Regions from separate parts of the Zea mays genome. Here all the other regions are linked to region 3. A link is a contact called in public Hi-C data. All regions are on one chromosome and are shown on one strand. Each heading gives the region's core, a stretch centred on a gene start, on an enhancer-like site or on the middle of the called end of the contact. The rest is flanking DNA. Distances are from core to core; before and after follow the strand shown.

What was found. Hi-C and Micro-C count contacts between places; a contact is called where the count stands out from the background.
Region 1: a contact with region 3 is called in a Hi-C map of ear, with 2.0 times the contacts expected there. The contact joins the promoter of LOC100193767 here to the promoter of LOC103634592 in region 3. A contact is called at or near these places in 2 of 25 Hi-C or Micro-C datasets (ear and tassel).
Region 2: a Hi-C map of ear shows a contact between it and region 3, with 2.0 times the contacts expected there. The contact joins the promoter of LOC100191145 here to the promoter of LOC103634592 in region 3. A contact is called at or near these places in 2 of 25 Hi-C or Micro-C datasets (ear and tassel).

Annotation. Positions count from the first base shown.
Region 1 is chr1:53,403,247-53,408,288 of Zm-B73-REFERENCE-NAM-5.0, reverse strand. It overlaps LOC100193767 (U11/U12 small nuclear ribonucleoprotein 65 kDa protein), which reads left to right and starts at 3,613. Exons shown (of 11, transcript NM_001138853.1): 1 at 3,613-4,027; 2 at 4,316-4,387; 3 at 4,525-4,731. The coding sequence starts at 3,846.
Region 2 is chr1:53,329,463-53,334,139 of Zm-B73-REFERENCE-NAM-5.0, reverse strand. LOC100191145 (putative thioredoxin superfamily protein) reads left to right here and starts at 2,904. Exons shown (of 4, transcript NM_001136581.2): 1 at 2,904-3,206; 2 at 3,529-3,711; 3 at 3,815-3,979; 4 at 4,558-4,677. The coding sequence starts at 2,994.
Region 3 is chr1:52,986,432-52,991,542 of Zm-B73-REFERENCE-NAM-5.0, reverse strand. It overlaps LOC103634592 (myb-related protein 2), which reads right to left and starts at 1,846. Exons shown (of 7, transcript XM_008656960.3): 1 at 1,663-1,846; 2 at 1,340-1,553; 3 at 1,183-1,259; 4 at 1,046-1,103; 5 at 877-964; 6 at 739-808. The coding sequence starts at 1,683. It overlaps LOC100276135 (a long non-coding RNA gene), which reads left to right. Exons shown (of 5, transcript XR_002266086.3): 2 at 897-1,021; 3 at 1,734-1,939; 4 at 2,585-2,699; 5 at 3,704-4,156.

The DNA.
Region 1 (5,042 bases), core at 2,364-4,863, 410 kb before region 3:
TGAGGCGGCGACAGCGAGACGCCCCGCGCACGGCCCGACAAAACCGCCGGGCGTGGGGGCCACGTGCCCGCCAGCAGCGGGGACGGACGTGGCAGGCGGCATGACCGAAGGCGGGTTGACGATGACTACTTCAGCAAGTGCCCAAAAATGGCACGACAATCAGGCTTTGGCCCCACCTGCAGGCTTGTAACCTCCCCTAAGGTGGGCCCAGGGGCCACTGTCGGTACCCTGGAACAGGGGTACCCCTTACTGAAGTATGAAGGCGCGGTACCCGCGCGTCTATCTCTAGACGCGCGATAAACAGCGCCCAACCCCACCGCGTAGGCAACACCGGGGCCACCAAGTGACCAGGGAAGGTAACATATACCATGATATCCTCGGTGGATTCAGACCCTCCATGGGAGAGTGCCGGACCCCAGCGTACATGGCCCGGACCTCCGGGTACGGTCCAGAACCCCGACGTTCCCCTGGATGGGACCCAGACCCCTCTGAGTGCGGTCCGGATCACCCACGACAAGGTCCCAGGATAGAACACCCTAGACTAGGCCAGGGATGTACAGGGGTCCGGCGCAAACACTTGTCAGGGCTTCGTCCAGCGCACTCCCACTCCCCGCTCGGGCGGGGACCCGATGATGCCACGTGGCCTATTGCCCGTGACGTAAGCCACCGGGCGGAGCCTGACGTAAGGCCTATGGGCCACGCGATCTCTACATTTATTGCAGAAAAGACGTGCCACCTGTCCGCCCTGCTGACAGGCGATGTGCCGTCTTGGCATTTAATGTGCCCCGTCCACTCCACTGGCAAACAACGACCAGACCACCCTACGGGCGGCGTGCCTGTTCATTCAAATAGCGAGCAGTACGCCCGTGCCATCGCGTGTGCGGCGTGGTCATCATGACTTGTACGACGCCAGGGTAGCTTCTGTTGAACGCCAATGCTACGCAAGCAGCAAGTATTGGGGCACAGGGAGATCGCACAAGGCGACGGACATTAGTTGCTCCGGGTATTCCATTCGTTATGTCCCTGGGCCCACATGTCGGGGTCCAGTGTCTCTGTACGTGCCCCCCTTGAGCTATAAAAGGGAGGGCACACAACGTGGCAGAACTCAGACTCTCAACTCTCGAGCTTCCACAGCAATTCATCATACAGTGGAGTAGGGTATTACGCTCCGGCGGCCCGAACCACTCTAATCCTCGCGTGTTCATGTGCTCGGTGATCGCTTAGCAAGACAGGCAAAACACTTAAGCCCCTTCCTCGTCTTAGGATTTAGGGCGGGTGCCTTCTGCCACCCGGCCGGAGAATTCCCTCTCCGAGAAGCGCTATTATTGACACATCATTAATCTGATTGTTAAATCTTGTTTGAAACGATTAAATCATTATCTGTATTATTTTAGAACTGTAATTTCATTCTTAAATGTTTCAAACCAGTGTATTGTTGCATTTTAAAGCTTTTGTTTGAGTCTTGGAGTTCGTCCTCACAAGTTCATTGTTGATATGGATATTAGGTGGAACTTTACTTACTTAATGCTTAAGCATTTGTTCCGTATCGAAGCACCTTCTCTGTCTTTATCCAAACTAACCATCCAGCTCAGAGAGATGACTCTTTTTTATTGGCAGAAGACCACTGTGATGTTGTTAAAAAGGTTCTATCATTTCTTGAGTTGTTTTATGATACAACTGTTGCATCATCTAGAGTTTGTTACCCACTTCAGCATTAATGCTACATCATATACTTAAAATTGCTAGACATATAAGCGCTTTTGAAAATGATGATCTGCTAAGAGATGATATTGTTCCTATGAAAACAAAGTTTTTGAAACATTGGAGGAAGATACTTGTTCTATACTGCATTGCTTTTTGTATTGGATCGTATAACTAAAATGAGATGGTCAATAAACTTCTTGTGAGGTTGGATGGACTAACTCGAACTAACTAATCAAGATATCATACATCTATTCGTTCTATGTTAAATAAGATTTTTCAGATATATGAATTAAAATTTGGTGGCATGCGCTTGAATGTGCAACAACATAAGTGTTGGTAGGATAGGTAAGGCTAGGGAGGCATGGGATGACATCTATGGAGAATATTTCATTCCTCTCTTATCTAATAGACTTGGTACTCCTGTATCTGTATCATCCACTGTTGCTGCTATATTTGAGTTATCTCATACCATGATAGTGATACCGCCACCCAATCCGACTTTGATTTCAATCTTCTAAACTGGTGGCAGCGACACTAGTTGACCTATCATGTGTTATCTATACTTGCTAAAAATGTTCTAAATGTGCCTGCTTTCACTGTATCATCAGAGTCCACTTTTAGTTTAATTGGCAGGGTGCTTGAGGACTGACGATGGTGACTAACTCCTAATATGCTTGAAGTCCTGTCCTGTGTAAAAGATTGTGAGCTCGCTGATTTGCATAGTCAACACATGGTGGAGAAAGAGACCAAGGGACTTAAAGCTATCTTGAATGTTTTCTCATGAGGTGTAAGTTTTTACCTAGTAAGGTTTTTAATGAGTCTAGATTGCACTAAGGCACTAGTATTATTTTGTTTACATCATTCTTCCTTTGTGTTTGAGCGTGGATGAATATGTGGATGGGATTATTTGTTATGTTTGAGACTTATTGAATCTATGGATGTCTGGATGATGTATTTGTTAAGCAGTTATGTTTGAGGAAGATATACTTAGGGTGGTAATGAGTTCTAAATTTTACATTATAAAGTTTAAAGATCATATAATATTTGGATTGAGATCTATTTCCATTTATTTTTAACTAAAATTAATTAAGGAATCAACAAATCATGAAGAAACACTTGTATTGTGATCCATTGCTAGCCCTGGATATAGTGAATGATGTACAAGATGTTCGCTTGGCTTTAATCCAAAACGACTTCTACTGTTTCTACAATATTTTGTCTCTATGGATTGCAGCTGCAGCAGTTCTAACAATACCTGTTATGTGTTTGATATGCTTGAGAAAATCTGGGTTTGGACGATGTATTTGATTTGCCTGAGGAAATATGATTTTGAATGTAGAGAACATATTCAGTGCACATGAGTTTTTGATGTACATAAGGTGTACATGAACCAATAAAGTTTATTAAAAATTCTAAAAAACTTCATACATAATCTTTCTATCTTACTCCGATTATATACAAAATTTAAAGTTCAAATTCTGTATACTTTAGATGTAATAAAAAAGATAAAATTTCTGAATTTTAAATTAGAAAATCGGCAAACATGTTCTCTTTTTTATTACAACTAAATATAACGTATTGAAAGTTAATTTTGTATATAATTAAAATAGAATAGAAATAGTATGTATAATTTTTTAGATTTTTTAACTTTATTAATCGTGTGTACATGGGAAACTATTTTCGATATGAGTCCACTAGGTTTGCGCAGATTCATCCACCGTCGTCTACCTCCCCACCTCCGTCACTCTCGAGAAAACCCCAGCCCCGATAAACAGTGACGGAGCTGAGACCCGGCCAGCCCAGGCACGTCCCGGGCTTCGGTGGCCCAGCGGCCCAGTCCGCCTCAGTGTTCTCCCAAGCGAAAACCCTACACAGCGTGTCCCTGTACTGCACTGCTGCTGGCCGCGCCGCGTCCGCGCTGCTGGCACGCCGCGTGTGCTTGGCTCCCGCCCCACGCCCAGTGCCTCCCTCCCTCTCTGCCCCCCTGCCGCGGCGCGTGCCTGGCTGGCTGGTTGCCCTCCGCTTGGGCCTTGGAGAGCCCGGGCTTCGATTTCTAGCTGGTTCCGCCACTGCCGAGAAGCCGCGCGTTGTCAGGCACGGGAAAGAGGTAGTCCGCGGGAGGTTCTCTCCGGAGGAGAGGTATGGTGCCCGCGAGGGCTCGCCATATCGATAGATCCGCCTCTGACCAGCAGCAAGGGCCCGCTCCAGCGGGGGCGGCGACGCTGCTAGTGCGGCACCTCCCAGAGGCTATCACGCAAGAGATGCTATCCCGCCTCTTCTCCCACTACGGAGCCACATCCGTCCGCCCCTGTTCCGGTGGAAAGTACTTATCTCATCTTGTCGCTTGCTTAATCATGCTTCGATTGGTGCTTCAAATGTTGAATTAGTTACAGTAGCGCGTGCTTGTATCCAGTATAACTGCTTAGTGTTGCTGGAATGACCTATTGTGTCATAGATTCAATATGTCTTTTATATTTGGTCAAGTATGGATACCGAATTGTCTGCTATGTTATTTGGTTGATAAAACCATTTTGTTGGTCTGTTGGCTGCTGCTGGCTGAGGTATATTATGTTTATTCAGTTACTAAAACCATTTTGTTGGTACATTGCAGGTTGAGAAATTGCGCATTTGTAGATTTTAGGGACGAGGCGGCAGCTAATCACGCACATTCGCTCTTGAACAGGTTTGCTTCGTCAATCACACAATCTGTTTTTGTTGCTTGGACTCTCTTTCTTAGTTGCATAAATTAATCGCGTCTTCTTATTTCAGTATTCTTGATTAATGCCCCATTGCCTTGTTCGCTAAGGGATGGCTTTGCAGGTTGAGGTTTCTGGGAAAAGTGTTGACTGTCGAGCGAGCTAACTGTCCAAATGCAAATGAGTCTCACCTGAAGCATCAGGACCAATTAGGGCATGGGGCGTCCCAGGTACCAAGTATTAGTTCCCAAACTCAGAAGGACCACACATCGATTGCCGAACCAATTGCCCCCAAGCTTAGTGTGGACTACCCATTTCCTCCACACCTTGAGTATGTTATTAATTCACTGCATCATTATTTCACTTCATTATATTTGGATACTCGCATGAAGATACTTAGTTGTTTCTTAGCTCTCATGAATGCACTCTGTCTTGCAATGTTCTATTACTGTTCTCAACAGACATTCATTTTGTAATTAAGAGATTGACTTGCCATCTGCTATTAAGAATTTTGGTTCCTCCAAAATTTAAGGCAAAACTTTCCTGCACATAATTCTTTTTTTGCTAATCATGAATCTTCTTCTCGCGCTCCCTTCTCCCTCTCAACAGGATTAGGGTTGTTGAGATTTATGAGTTGAGTTG
Region 2 (4,677 bases), core at 1,655-4,154, 340 kb before region 3:
TGCTTGTTTGTATGTTTGCTTATTCATGTTGCTTAGTTATCGGAGCGTTCGTGCCGTCTCGTGGAGGCCAGATCTGCAAGTCTACGCCAGGCAGTGGAGCTAGAAGCCAGTTCCGCGAGCTCCCCTTCCCCCTTCGCCGAATAAGCACGGCAAGCTCACTGGATCCCTTTGATGCATAAATTACCTATGATTTTTCAACCACAACCCTCAGCCTGTTATTTTATGCATGATATGATTTTGAGACAAGTTAATATGGCCACCCAGCCGCTTGCCGCAATCAATCCCTGATATATATGTTCCAAATGATTTGAGAACAGGTGTGAGTTTTCAAAATAAAATGCTTTTCAAAATGTGTGTGATGAAGGGTTTTCACCCTTATCACCTTGTGAGTGGGATAATCAGGGACTCCCTGGTTTAGGGGAGGGCCTAAGGTGTTAGCTCAACTGGTTTAGGCGTGAGCAGAAGGATTGTCCCCTCATATAAGGACCGGTTTGTCATCTTCACTACCTGTACTCTATAATAGTACAACCACTCGAGACTGTGTGGGCAGTCACTCAATCTGAACTCGTACGGTCCAACCCCAGGGTTATGAAGGCTGGGGAGCACCGGGAGGATAAGGAGGGGGAAAGTTTTGTCCGGTTTGGACATGGTGGTGGCCTGACTCCTTACGGATAACCGTTAAGGTTAGGACGTGCGGGGAAAGAAAGAGAGTCGGATTCGAGTCTCATTGGCCATGGGATCGCAGAGCCGAACTAGTGGGTAAAGTGTACCCCTCTGCGCAGAGTTTGAAAACCTATTCGAATAGTCTGTGTCACAGGAATGGACGAGTCTGGTATGGTATGGCAATTAATGTTTTGTTTTCCAAAAAAAGAGATGGTTTTGAGAAAAGTGGTTTTTAAAAGGTTCGGCGGTTGAGCCGTGAGCTATGGTGGACGGGAAGTCCAGTAGCTGTTTTTGAGAATGAAAACCAGTGGGAAACTACTGAGATACCTGGATGGTTTAGTCCAGGGGATTTTGTTATAATACTGAAAAACTTCCTGCTCCTTTTGGAGAGGATGCGCTTTGCAAAAGTACAAAATGTTTTTCAAAACAACCCTGCATAAAATATTGTTGTTTCTGCAAAATATTCTGAGCTCCACATATTCCATGCATTATATCTGATTTCCCCATTCCGCGGGTGAAGGTGGGCTGCTGAGTACGTTTGTACTCACCCTTGCTTATTTGTTGTTTTCAGAAAAAGGAGATCGGATAAGAGTTACGACTGTTCCCAACCTTGCCTGTGGCTGTTGGACCGCTGATTTGCTTCACTGCGTATATCGGGCTGCTTCAGCCCCACTCTGATGATATGTCCCGAGTTGTGGACCAACTCTTAAAGTTGTTCGCCACCTTTATAGGTTGGTCTCGTTTAAGCAGATCTGGAATCATCTGATGTATAAATGTGTTTACTAGCCTCCTGGGACTAGTAATTGTATCACATTTGAGTCCCAGAGGATTGAGGACGCTTCATACCCCAATGATATATATTGTGTCATCTTTTGCTCCGTGTGGTTTGCCCTCCAAACTACTCTTGCTTTGGCACTTGTATCATGTTAGTACATCTACTCTCTGTGTAATTAATATTTAAGTTTTATATCTTGATTAGTGAATAGGTTGTCTTCTTCATACATATCTTTCACAAGCTACTAGCTGGTTTAAAGAAAATAGCATATTGTAAATTAGAACTGGAGTAGGTAATCAATTCTACATATTTAAACAACTTGAGTGTATTTATAATTTTAAGTTTTGAAAACAATTTTTATAGACCATTCACCATCTACCCACTTAAATCCCATCAACACCAACTATCACGCAATATGTTTTTATCATGTCAGATAAGTTGGCACAACCAAAGAGCCAAAACTAAGAGTGAGGTATTTTTTTCAAATAAAAAGATATTTTTAGAAAATAATATCAGAATTTTACATCGTACCTGGATGTGAGTTGTTTGTACGATCACATGCTGTAAATATAGATCATATACAAAAAAGGTATGAATTTAGGGCGTAAATGCATTTTAATAAAAATAAAATAATAGAATAAATTAAATTTTTTAATTATCGGATAGTTAGAAAAAGATAAAAACAATGATAAAATTTTAGCTCTTTAATATTAATGTTACAGTAATAACAAAATAATAAAAATTGTAGATTTAAAATAATTATTTCCATACTCACCGCATTCTATATTGTAGAAATAACTTTATAAAAGTCTTCATAGCTTGAAGGACGGATTACATGTCACCGAATGTAGCGCTGTTAAGTCTGGAGTTGTATGTTTGAGTCTGAGTTATCTACTAACAATTTAAATAGTCCTTTTTGTGATGATTTTAAATAGTACTGATAGATTTTATTCTGTAACAAAAAAAAGTTATCTGTAGAAGTATTTTTTATCTCATGAACAATATCTTTCTTTTTTTGCTGTATATCAAGACGAGCACGTGTCATCTCTCTCTGCGACTGTGCCCCACTGCCCTCCGCATCCTTGACCAAAAGATTACATTTCTGCCACGAGTCCCCGCGGAGCTACGTGCACCACGCGCGCCTCCCGATCCCCACGGCCGCGTGACATGTGAGCCCCACAATCGTTTCTTATTCTTATCCAGAATATATATATCCATTCCGGAATTTTTTTCAGCGAGCGGGGGAGAAACTTCCAGAGTTTGCAGTCCACGTGGCGAACAAAGGGAGACTGTGAGGTGCATCGGACGACAGTGAGTAGTTCTCGTTAGGGGTGGAGAGATAATTAGATGGAAGGAGAAATAAATTAAACTGATAAGAAAAAAAAGACGCGGCGATTTTTCGCTCCTCTAATCCGGTTTGCCTTTATCCGTGGGACTTCTTTTTAAAAGGAGCTACTTTCCTTCGCCGCTTCCGCAATCTTCCATTCCTCCTCTCTCCTTCCCTGTGTCTCTCTCCTCGCGAGCTCTTCATCCCTTCTTCCAGCGCGGTTTGGCGATGGCGGCAGCGCAGGCGATCTCGAAGGGGAGCGTGGTGTCTCCATGCGGCAATCGAGCGGCGCCGGGCTTCCTTGCCAGGCGGAGGGGTGCCGTGGCGGCGCGGATGGCACCGTCAGCGGCGCGGATCGGGGGCTTCTGGAGGAAGAACGCGTTTCCTGGCGGGAGGCTAACCCTGAGGACGAGGAGATCCAGGGCCGCGTCACCGACGCAGGTGAATATTCAGGATGTGCTAGTTATCACAGGCTTTTCTCTCTCTATTTTTTCGTAGTTCACGTGTATCTTAATTTTTTCTTCGAAGTTTTGCGATTAATTTAGTTTTTATCCCATCCGAAAATCATTTTAGTTTTCTTCTGCTTAGGTTTACTTTTAGCAGTTTCTAGTCCGTTTGACCACCCCGGGGGAGTTTTCTTTGATTCCGGAGCTTTAATTTTATAAATAAAAAAAGAAACTGGATTTTCATCTATAAAAATTAAAAATAAACTGGAACGATAAAGACTAATATGATCTGTTTTTTTTTTGGTTCGGTTCCTCAGATGAACATGAACCTTGCGCTTGGGAAATCGATGAGGTGGTGGGAGAAGGGGTTGCAGCCCAACATGCGTGAGATCGAGTCCGCCCAAGACCTTGTCGATGCTTTGACCAACGCCGGCGACAGGCTCGTCGTCGTCGACTTCTTCTCTCCTGGCTGCGGCGGCTGCCGTGCTTTTCACCCCAAGGTGAGGGGAAAAAGTATAACGAATTCACGTTGCATGATATTCTTCATATATCCGAGAACTTTCGAGAAGATTGTGTCTTTTTTAAGGAATCTATTTCGTGCAGATTTGTCAATTTGCGGAGCAGAATCCAGATGTGCTGTTCTTGCAAGTGAACTACGAGGAGCACAAGTCTATGTGCCACAGCCTTCATGTCCATGTCCTACCCTTGTTCAGATTCTACAGGGGAGCACAGGGACGACTCTGTAGCTTCAGTTGTACCAACGCAACTGTAAGATCCGGATCCGATCAGCTCCTCAATAACATGCAACGAACCCAAAATGATCTATATTCATTACTAGTCACCCTCTTGGAGCTAAATCTCGTTAATAAAGTTGTGAATCCGGGTAGAGCTTGTTGGCAACCCAACTTCAGTTTTGGACCCAAATGGCTAATTTTGCTCCTATACTTGCAGAATATGAGAGGCAAAGAATGACCTTTTAATTTGAATGGAAAAGAATGGCCATTTAAAGTTAGTGAATTTGGATAGAGCTTGTTGACAACCCAACTTTAGTTTTGGACTCAAATGTTAGGTTTGTTCTGATACTTGCAGAATATAACAAGCAAAGAATGACCTTTTAAGTTGAATCCAACTGGCAAAGAATGACCATTTTAAGTTTCCCCTAGCAGTTCATGCAATATTGCAACACTTAACTGATAGGATAGAAACATTTTCCCTCACGAACCCAACTGGATGTTGTGTGATTGATTTCCTGGCTATTATACAATTTTAGCTATACTTGGGATTGCTGTTGGGTGTTGGCTGTGATCACCCATCTGGACTAACGGGAGTGTTATTTCCAAATGCAGATTAAGAAGTTCAGGGATGCACTTGCGAAGCACAAGCCAGATAGATGTAGCCTTGGCCCAACCAGGGGGCTAGAGGAATCTGAGTTATTAGCCTTGGCGGCAAACAAGGACCTGCAGTTC
Region 3 (5,111 bases), core at 597-3,096:
GTGAGCCTCTTAGAAGTCATATGCTGGTGTCCAGCATATACTTTTGTTGATAAATGAGCTATAGATGTTCATTGTGTGAAGGACAAAATATGTGGATGCTCTAAAGCTAAAGATATGCATACATTTAGGGGTGGCAATAGGCTCTAAATTTTACACTATAAAATTTAAAAATCAGATTGGATCGGCTCTATTTTTATTCATCTTTGAACTAAAATTGATTAAAGGCTCAAACAAATTGTGAAGAAATATTTGGATCGTGATCCATTACCACCCCTACATATATTACATACTTTCTCTTGGACTTTTTACTCTATCGGTAATATAGGAACTAGTGCTTGGCTAAAACAATTGAGTTGATTGGACTATTGGAGCAATTATAAGTGATGTTTTTTTCTTAAAGGAATGGTGATTGGGATGCCATTTTTTTGACATGTAACATTATATATGATCTGACCATGTCCCTGAAGTTTACCAACTGATGGTGAAGCTACGTAATTTTTCTTTATTTGGATGTCTGTACATCAGGTACTTTCATGGCAAAATAAACCTTCATTTGATGAGTGTCCTAGATCTACTTAAAGCCTGGTTTGGGATAAATTTTGCTATATATTTGTCCAGACAATCTACTCCAGTCTTTTACACAATAACTCTGCTAGGGATGAATCAGTTATGTCTTTGTAAGGAATGTTTAAATGGTAATTTAGTTAGTAATATGATTTATTTTTTATGCTTCTGTACCTCTAGTTGCTCATGCAGTCGGCGCTGTACTTCAATTTGCATCTGAAGGGCTTCACCTATGTGCACAGATCTGATAAAAATACAAATCCATGTTATCTTATGCAAACATGTTGAAGAAAACATTTATTCATCTCTTACTTGTTTGTCTGGGTTCCAAGGTTTAAGTGGCTAGCTGGTGATCCATTTCCTTCAAGTGGTTTGTCCATTGCCATGGTGCAACCAATCACTGAAGAGCAGAAAGGGCATTCAGTATTAAGCTTAATTGGAGGCCGATAACTGCTAGGTAACGAGAGAATGCTATGATTACCATTTTTTGCATTTACACCATTAGCTTGGGCATGGATGTTTTTGCTTAGCCTGTATTTCTAGTAAAAGACAAATCAAATTAGTTTCTTGCTACAAGGCATACAAGGGAAAACACGATACTAGAAATTCCATGTCTACCTGAAGATGACTCTTAAGGTGGTATAGTGTTAGTCCGGGGACACCCATGAGTCTCATGATTGTCTTCGGTGTAGCTTCTGCAAATTACATAATTTAGATGGTTATGTTCCGTATGTTAGCTTGTATGGGTAGATATAGGGTTTAAACATGTACTTACTGTCAGGCCCACCAAGTTGGTTTACCGCCTCCACAAAACGCTCATGTAGTTCAGGTGTCCATTTTAACCTAGGTTTAGCATCAGTGGAAAGCACAAGCCCTGGCTCTGCTGGAATGCTCCCTCCTTGCAGAAGCATGTGCCTTTCTGGAGGGAATGTCTGCCTAGAAGACAGGAAATGACTGTGGCTCTGAAGCTGTTGTTGATGATGATACATCTGGCATGAAGACATTGCAGTCTCAAATGTTAGGACGCATGAGGAGATCTCTCTTTTTTTCTCCTTTGTTTGAGCAAACCAAATAACATGCACACATTACATCTCATACCTCTTCAATTCTGTTATGCATTGATATCTGGTTGCAGACTCCACAATCCTGATAGGAACGGTCTCTTGCAGTTTATCAGTCCTTAGTTTTTGGTGAAGGGTTGCTCGTCACACAATGGTGTTATATTCCTTGGGGGAATGCTCTAACAAACTATGGCTACTCATGCCAAGATGTTATGCAGAGTCTGGTTTTATAAGGAAGACAAGTGAGGAGAGAATTTCGAATCGTTAGAACAAACACTCAAGCCTGGACCAATCCTGGCAGCAACTGAAAAGAGGTATAAAGATATTATCCTTATTCCTTAAGGTACCTGTGGACCCTATGCGCACCAATCTTTTTATTTGTCAATTCTGCAAACACATTAGTATTCTGATTCCAGCACTAACAAATATAGTTGATATTAAGAGGAGTAAGGGGTTTGCAAGCATACATATTTGTTAAGTTTATTCTTCTTGCAGATAAAAGTGGGAACCTTGTTCTCAGGAAGAACTTTTGAGATGTAGTTTGTAATAATGCCTTTGCACTTGTAGGCCTACTATATCTTATATGTTCAGCACTAATTCCACTCTCCACCATACCTGTATCATGAAATCAAAGGACAGCATTGGTTAGGATTCTGTATGTTAAGCAATCATGGATTCAATAGCAAATGTATGCCTTCAGGTTATACAAGCATGGCACATAGACGACAGGAGAATAATTTTTATCATCCATACGAGAGCAAGTTTTAAATTTCTTTTTGACCAGATTCATCTAGAAGAAGAATTCAATAAAAGTTCTTCATATAAATAAAGTGAAAGGAACTTATTTCCTTAGTGATGCCTTCCTTGGGACTGCACAAAAGCAAAGCATGGAATATTGGAATAAGCATATGATTCTCTTTTGTCTCCTCATATAAGTTTTGTACTTGTTCGGCTATCAGGGAAACGGAAAGTGGGTAGACGAATCCGATGGGCTGTGCATCTGTATGGAGTCCTCTGAGTTTGGCTACTATCTGTTCTACATAAGGCGCAGAAAGTTGGGGCTTAAAAATGACGGTTAGTTCCTTTACTTCACTGCTCTATGTTGCTTTTGCTTTGAAACATGCTTATCTGAACCGACATGGTTAGCCTTGTTTATTCTCCCCTCCATACTCGAGCAAAACTGGCTCAGTGTCAATGTTTGATACCGCTAACTGCCATGAAGTCCAGTGATATGGAATAGGCGGCGCTTACCTTTGTCTTATCTAGAGTGTTTTTTTTCAGTACATAGTGAGGTGCTACAATTTTGTGCTGTAAGAGTCCCTTCCGGTTGATTTGTTCTGTAGTCCAGCTTTTCCACAAGGGAATAGTCTAGTATTTTTTTTCCATGATTCCATTTGTTATGGCTATTGCGAGTCACAAATGCAAGGTGTGCCACCTGGTAAGTTGTACCTCAGAAATGAAATCATTGACATGGTAAATCAGATATAATGGATTGCATTAAGATCCTCTCGGGCCTTTTCAAAATAAAAGCTTGACAGGCATTCTTTGAAAAGCAACTAGTACGAGTGGTCCAAGGCAGTAGCATCTTCTTTGAAAATAAAAGTTTCCTTGCCATTTCGTGATTAAACCAGTCTTCTCTCAAGTTGTTCCAGGGATCCCTATGCTTATAGGCCATTGTTCCATCCATTAGGATAAGAAAACCATCCTCCCGATATGATATGATATGATCTGTACCCCCATTCCTGTTCAAGGGAGGCATGCCTGTGCATTTATTTCGTCCCAAAACCAAAAATCACCCTGTGCATGATTCCGTGAGCATTGGCTGGGGAATTGTGTTCACTTATGGCCGGTCGTCAGGTGCATAAGCTGAGACCACTGCGCGTCGGAACATGGAATAAACTCTTTCTGGCCGTAGCTTTATCTTTCGCCTTGAATCCGACGAAAGCGAGCAAGGGGAGGGGAACGGAGAGCTTTAATCTTTGCGCGGGGATTGCATTCAGCTGTTGCTTGTTAAGTGCCCGGAATCGTATGCTCCTGCTTTCTCTGTAAACGCTCTTGGACAATTATCGGTTTCGCAGGCGAGCGCGCACGCGATCCCGCGGGAAGGGAATAAGGAAAAGCGATGTTGACAAAGCTGGATGGGAATCCTGCGCTTTTTTGGAGGCGAAGATGAGAAGGAATATATCGCCTGTGTCGACCTCGCCGGCCTGCTTCTTCTGTTCCGTGGCTTGGTTGTGCTCCCGCTGGATCGTGCCAGCCGCCAGCAGGATGATGAGCACGTGTGAACCCTGGCGTGGGTATGTTGTTGTTTGCTCTGGGAGTGTTTTGCTCAGTAGTCGTTCTTTGTTTATTTGTACAAACTCGTCCATTTGTGTCGGTTGCAGAAATACGAAAACACTTCAAATGGTACGAATTGGAATTTGGAAAGTACAGAGTATAGACCGCTGGATAAGCTGTTTTTATTGTTTGGCGTAATGAACTGGTGATCCATATGTTCGCCTTAAAAAAAAAGACCTGATGGTTCAAGTATCTATACTACTAGTACCCTTGTGGATGTTTTTTACTTCTCACCTCGTCAGAAATATGTTTGCTTCTGTTCGTGTAGAGTTGGCAAAGCAAATATGGATGTTCCACAGGTTAGTTGCTTAGTTGGAGAATTGGAGGCCCGCCTGGACTGGCAAAGCCGGAGCCTAGCCCAGCAACATGGCAACTCTATGTGGCCCAGATGGAGCTTGCTGAAGTGCTAAACTATCGAAAACAGGCTGCTATCGCCACCATTTCCGGTCAACCGAAAACTCGTCATATTTAAATTTTAACTATCTGGGCTTGACATCGATACAATGCTGACTGAAATTAAACAAAATCAAGAAATGAAAAGATGACGATGCTATTTTTTATAAGTACTACCGGAGTACCAGGGGAGGATCCTCACTTGGAATCATTTCATTAAAAACTTAAGAGGGGGTCCAGAATGGAGGATATACAAACAGGAGAGGAGGTCCAGATTGGAGAATACACAAACAGGGATGTATCTACAATAAATGGTGGCAGCGAGTAAGATATCCGGTAGATACACAAGACCATGTCTATACTAAAATACCCTACTATCCATATCCTCTGTCCATCACGTGTACAAAATTACCTCACATATATCCACCACGGGTAACAAGTATCATACCCACAAAGGTTATAGTAAACATGATTATTTTAATCACAAAAATAAGTATCAAGTATAAAATATTGAAGCATCATATCTCATCAATAATGAAAAAATACTAAAATTGCATATTATCTTTGTGTCTAACATAACAAATCCATCGAACTCAACATATTTTTATCACAAGTTCAGCAACATTCGACATTAAATGGCAGTATCATACCATCATATCATACAAAATATAGCAATCATGCTCAAAAGAAAGTTCTCAACAACAACATTAGGATATCTAATTGTTCAGTACATAATTGTCGGGTACCATAATTAGG